Linked DNA regions of Mus musculus: region 1 is linked to region 2. The links are chromatin contacts, called in public ChIA-PET maps. All regions are on one chromosome and are shown on one strand. Each heading gives the region's core, a stretch centred on a gene start, on an enhancer-like site or on the middle of the called end of the contact. The rest is flanking DNA. Distances are from core to core; before and after follow the strand shown.

What was found. ChIA-PET counts read pairs in DNA pulled down with a chosen protein or histone mark.
Region 1: a contact with region 2 is called in an RNA polymerase II ChIA-PET map of effector CD8 T cells, with 37 read pairs. The contact joins the enhancer-like site here to the promoter of Khk in region 2. A contact is called at or near these places in 5 of 39 promoter capture datasets (the 3T3-L1 cell line, cancer-associated fibroblasts, hippocampal neurons and 1 more), 6 of 15 datasets of contacts at CTCF or cohesin (CD8 T cells, the G1E-ER4 cell line, the NIH/3T3 cell line and 2 more), 165 of 484 Hi-C or Micro-C datasets (the 4T1 cell line, the 63-12 cell line, the AML12 cell line and 94 more), 38 of 115 datasets of contacts at active chromatin or transcription factors (the 230-238 cell line, CD8 T cells, the HPC-7 cell line and 28 more) and 6 of 9 other capture datasets (adipose tissue, embryonic stem cells, embryonic tail and 3 more).

Annotation. Positions count from the first base shown.
Region 1 is chr5:31,011,614-31,014,369 of GRCm38.p6, reverse strand. No RefSeq gene overlaps it. Among named protein-coding and RNA genes, the nearest start is that of Slc5a6, 35 kb to the left of the region's middle. Within about 2 kb of position 1,404, at least 32 of the 459 cell types and tissues checked have an H3K27ac peak or open chromatin away from gene starts, as enhancers often do. A contact at or near this core is called in CD8 T cells, the MNK3 cell line, the P5424 cell line and 10 more, where this site is marked.
Region 2 is chr5:30,920,002-30,923,117 of GRCm38.p6, reverse strand. It overlaps Khk (ketohexokinase), which reads right to left and starts at 1,559. Exons shown (of 9, transcript NM_001310524.1): 1 at 1,111-1,559. The coding sequence starts at 1,202. It overlaps Emilin1 (elastin microfibril interfacer 1), which reads right to left. Exons shown (of 8, transcript NM_133918.2): 7 at 2,901-3,038; 8 at 1,843-2,503. The coding sequence ends at 2,166.

The DNA of each region.
Region 1 (2,756 bases), core at 155-2,654, 91 kb before region 2:
TATTTTTGTTTTGTTTTAACCTTGACTCATTAACTTATGTTTACTGGTTACTAAAAAGGACTTAAAAGTTTTTCTTTTTTAGCCATGTCCCTGCCCAGGTTTCAAAGGAGGCTAGCACTTTGAATTTGCATCTGTCTAGAGCTGAGTTTTGAAAAGTATAGACCCCAAATGCAACCCAAAGAATAGATTTCCAGGTATTGGGGGGGGGGTCATCCCAAACACTGGGGCTGGCAGAGTACTGATCTAGAGAAGAAGGAAATCTGGTTCAATATAGTTTAGCTGCTGCTGGTCTGAACTTCTAGAGCCAGACTAGGGCAGTTTATTTTAGACATATTTAAGCACAGCACAATTTTGGGGGGCGGGAGGGGGAAATTTTTCTGGTAATGATTATCCCAATCCCATGTGCATAAAAGTTTAAAAGACGACTACATCGAAGCTCTTTCATGGAGTGCATGTGACCTCTACCATGAAGATGGATTCTATAGCTTAAGGGCCTAGGATCTGGTGTGCTCTCAGTCACACAGAGTGTAGGTGCCACCAGGCTATAAAGTACATGTGACATCTCCCCTAATCATGGGTTCTATGGACTGAGAAACAATGCTCAAGATAAAGTCTAGGGAGGGAGAGTCAATGAGTATGGGATAAATGGTCTGGGGGAATTTAGGTGTGGCCTGGCCCTACAGAAGGCACAGATCACCAGGCTATTAACTACATCCACTTCCTGCTTTCTGGGTGGAAAACAGGTCACATCTCTTCCTTTAAAGAAACCAAGCTGAGCACCTAACGTTCTTGGTTTCCCTAGTGCTGATCTGTGAGCACAAAGACCTCATGCCTTCTACACCTTGCCAGATGCCAAAGATGCTCAGAGAGTCTGGGGAGGCTCTGATCTTTAACCTAGTTTCTAGATGACCCCAAGGCTACCTCTTCAGGGAGGCAGAACGGTCAAGTACCATAAAGCCCTGTTAAGAGAAAATTGTGAGTTTAAAGGGAAGAATGTTTAAAATAAGGAGAGATTTGCTTGAACTATTAAATATGAGCCTTTTCTAATCAAGTACTGTGAAACCTTGTGTTTAGAACAAAGAATTAGGGCTGGCAAGATGGCTCAGCAAGTAAGAGCACTGACTGCTCTTTCGAAGGTCCTGAGTTCAAATCTTACATGGTGGCTCAGAACCATCCATAATGAGATCAGACACCCTCTGCTAGTGTGGCTGAAGACAGCTACAGTGTACTTACATTAAAAAAAAAAATTTATCTCCTCCTCCTTGAAAGATTGTTACACAAAGGTTTCAATCCTCAGAGACTCTCTGTTGTAGTGCAGAAATGTGATGGTCTCTTTCCCTCCCTCCATGTCTGCACCAATCACTTTAAAACTAGCCAATGAAATAAGACTGTGAAGTCAGACTGAGAAAAAGACAGAGTAACCACTTCCTGACCCCCTGCATTCTCTTTTCTGACACTTGGCCCCATCCCCCTCCTAGTGTTAACTCGTGTTCCTTTGTGCCAGAAACACTCTCTTCTCTGCAGATGGTTCTTTCTAAAACCATCCAGTAAAGACTACTCCAGAAAAGCAAGTGCATCTTAGGTGTGTGTGTGTGTGTGCGTGTGCGTGTGGAGGGGTTGTGTTTCCTTCCTAGTAAAACTGCTTCCTAGCAAACTGAGACAAGGAGAGTCAGGCTCTTTCTTTCTCTGACTCCTCCAGCTCTGGTACGTGGCTTATTGCTTCTGCCCACCTCCCCTCTGAATGCTTCCATGCCAGGTCTTCCCCTAATGCTGGATTGGTCATTGCCCTCCATATGAGCTGGACCTGCTTCAAGAGAAGCCCACCAGCCCTCCACCCTGGTCCCTCCAGCCAGACTTCTAGCTCAAAGGAAGTAGCAGCTTCTCAGCTCCTAACTACTAGTGAGTCCATCTACCCAGCCGCCATCCATGATGAGCTCCTAACCACTAGTGAGCCCATCTACCCAGCCGCCATCCATGATGAGCTCCTAACCACTAGTGAGCCCATCTACCCAGCCGCCATCCATGATGAGCTCCTAACCACTAGTGAGTCCATCTACCCAGCCGCCATCCATGATGAGCTCCTAACCACTAGTGAGTCCATCTACCCAGCCGCCATCCATGATGAGCTCCTAACCACTAGTGAGCCCATCTACCTAGCCGCCATCCATGGTGAGCTCCTAACCACTAGTGAGCCCATCTACCCAGCCGCCATCCATGGTGAGCTCCCTGAGGACTGCCTGAGTTAGATTTGTTGCTGTTTTCTGAGACAGTTTTTCTACATAGCCCTGGATGTCTCTAAATTTGTTAAGTAGACTGTAGACCGGGATGGCCTCAAACTCACTGAGATCCTCCTGCCTCTGCCTCCTGAGTGTTGGGATTAAAGACATGCACCATCATTCTTGGTCTATGTTTTCTGAAGACTTCCAAAGACACAGAGATGCTTTCAGGCATTATCTCTTCTTTTTCTGACCCCACCCTGGCTCCTCCTTCCACACTCCTGTAATACTGCTGTCAGCAAAACAGCCAGTGTCAGGTGCTCTTCTGGGGGCCATCATTCAAAGTGACCCAAAGAAATCCCAGCCTAGCCTCCCTTATGCAGTGAAACACTTCCCAGAGGCCCATAGCCAGCTCAGAGATAAAAGGGTCATATGACCATGTGCTCCTCAATGGTTAAATGTGATATTTACATTAGTGTGTTGTCATGTTTATGTAATTATTTTTTTCCATTTTTTATTAGGTATTTCGCTCATTTAATG
Region 2 (3,116 bases), core at 310-2,809:
TCACAGTTCCCAGGGAGCCTGCAACAGTACTCTGTGGACCCAAAGCCCAAAGAGCACCCAGTCCCCCACCCCAACCGCGACCCCGACCCCGACCCTGTGAGTTCAATGCTGTCAGCGTGCTAGTGTCTTGCCAGGGGTCAACCTTGAACTTCCTTTTAACTAATATCCAAGATACAACATTCATTGTTCAGGGTGCTAGACCACGCCAAGAGAAAGCCGGTGCGCCACCCCACAGAATGCCTTCACGGCACAGCAGCACATTGGAGTGGCCTTTATCAAGAGCAAAGATAAGAGCCATCAAAGGACACTTTAACTTCTACCAGACAATTGAGAATGTTCTGAGAACATCCACTAAGATGTTTACCCACCTTTGTAAAGACCCCTCTTGGCACTTAGCTCCAGGAGAAAGCCTGCTGTGGCTCAGGAGCCAAGTTTCTCCCTGTCTGACCCAGAGAGCCTCCAGCTTTGCTTACACTGCCGGCCAGTCCTTGAGCTAGGCAAGGCTCAAACGCCAGGGCCAGGCTTTTAAATGTGAGTAGTTTAACATCACATACCACTCACTGCTAGCGACCTGGTGTTTTATTTTAGCTGTAAGCGGTAAATTAGAAGTGCATAGGCTAGGAGTTGGGAGACCTGGGGGTTTGGGGTGAGGAAAATTTGTCTGGCACCTTATCAGGTGTGTGAGGGCTCAGGAGGGAAAAAAATCATTACAGCCCTCTCTGTAAACTGAGGATTTTGATGATCGGCAGATTGAAATGGTAAACAGCCAACAACACACTAGTGAAAGCCTGGGTTTTGATTCAGGCATACGTTTGCACTCTTGTTAATTCTGGAGGCTAAAGGAGTTTAGGCCAGCTTGGGCTACAAAGCAAGACTCCGAAAACAAAACAACACACCCCCTGGGTCTTGGTTTTAAAGGTCTCCAGTCTCATGTCTTCATTCTCACAGAGTACCCCTTAGGGACCCGGGACAGAGAACGCCAAGCTGAACTCAGGCCTCACCACATGGAGACAGAGGGCTATCCCTGGTTTAGCAGCCGATTAGCAGTGACACGCAAAAAGACAGGACCACAGCGGCCCTGGGATCTCCGAGGGGCTTGGGCGCCCCTACCTGCGATCCGTGTCTTCCTCTGGGTATTTGTCCACCACATTGATGATGTCCAGCACCACCAGCCCCACGCACAGGATCTGCTTCTCTTCCATGAGGCTGCTCCCCAAGCTTCCTACCCGCAAGCAGAGGGGGTTCCTGCTGGGCTCTGCCTCTTATCTACTGGAGGACCGTGTCCCAACTTCTCACTGGCTACCTTGGCTCCTCCTCTGCGTGCAGAACTCCTCCCGCAGGGAGCTTTCTGCTTTGCAAGGGTGGGTTACCTAGCCCGGCCAATGGCAGGCCCTCTCACTTTTCCGCCTCAGCTGTCAAAGCGAAAGCGCACTAGTAATGCATCGCCTTTCCGATCCCTCTGCGCCTGCTGCAGACCCTGGACCACCCGGACTAGCACAGTCTGGCAACAGAAACTTCGCCTTCGCAGGCGGAGCACAGAAGCAAGCGTTCTCTCCCTCGCCCCGCCAAGGTGGCCCACCCGGCCGAGGCCCCGCCCCCCCCCCCCGCGCCAGATTAACGGTGTCACGTGACGGGGAACGCTGCCAGCCTTCGCAGTGGTTCTGGCCTAGCGCCCCCTAGCGGCCGCTGTGGGGACCGGTGGCCGTGACCCTGAGTCCGCAGGTGCCCTTAGTAGGGAGCACACCCAAAGATCACCAGCCTAGGTTCCCTCCGTAGAACTCTGTTTCCTCCTGTCCTGTCCCTTAACTACCCCCAAACATGTACTAGAGCAGAATAGCTATGTTTTGTAGAAAAAAAAAAAGTGTCTTTATTCCTGAATAGTTTAGTACGGTGGTGTGGACTGGGGAGAGCCCTGGAGGGTAGGTTCCTCTTCCGCAGCTTGGGTCCCGGAGAGGGCTCTGGTGGGGACGGCAATGAGGCCAAAGGTCAAGAGGAGATGCCTCGGTCCCATAGACCACGCAGTCACAACGTACGGAGTGACCGATTTGGATGCCTGAACCGCAGCGGGACGTGGTCGCCAGACTTGCCCTTGCCTTGGTGGGTAGCCACCATCCAGGTGGCTCTGCGGCCCCTGTAGATAAGTTTGGTGGTCGGGTCCACCCTGTCTACACCTGTTCAAGCTCTGTGTCCTCGTAGAGCAGGGCTCCGCTGAAGATGGTGAGCGGCTCCTCGGAGTGTGCCAGCTGCCCCATGACCAGGTCGATGCAGACAGTGTCTCCGACCTGCAGTGGCAGAATGAGGCTGAAGACGCCCAGAGCGCCTGGGCTGGGCTGACTTTCGGCCACAGGCTTATTCTCCAGTCCCTCGGGTTCATAGCCTCCCGAGTCTATGCGGGCCACGCCCAGGTTGGAGCGTGACAATACTGCTTCCACTTTCTCATGCCGGTGCCCAGTAAGTACAGCGCTCAGCAAATAGCGTCCAGCCAGTGGTGCAGTGAATACACCTGGAGACAAGGATGACAGTCAGGAGGGGAGACGCTGGCTGGGACAAGGAAGGTCTCTCGGAGAGTGGGTACAGCACTCCTGGCTGTGGAGTGGCCCACCCGTCCTTTCCCTGCTATTCCACTAACTGTACACTGTAGGAATCCCCTGCTGCATCTCCAGCAGTTGCTGCAGAGTGTGTGCTGGAGTCTGTCCCAGTAAAGATCCGTGTGGTGTGGATGTCTCCTCCCCTCCCCCACTCTCTCTTTGCCTAACTGTGGTGTGAGTGCATGGAAAGAATAGAGGTCTTTGTAATTACAAGTGAAAAGCTGTACTTGTCTGCAGAGGTGTGAAGGAGGCATTAGTACTGCTCAGCTTCACCCGTTACCTCACTAGGCCACCCGTCGGCCTTTTAGTTACCTGTCTCTGGGTCATAGTAGCCTCCATCATTGAGCAAGACTCTGTCGAAGGGGACTGTGCCAGGTTCTGACCGTGGCAAACTCAGGGCAGCTGAAAATGCTACCCTAGGCACAGGGGCTGCTGGTGCTCCCTCCGCTCCTGAATAGAGATAGTGTTAGCATGGATGCTCATAAATAAACTCCAGTCCCCATCCCTGCTGCCCAGGCTGCCTGAGGA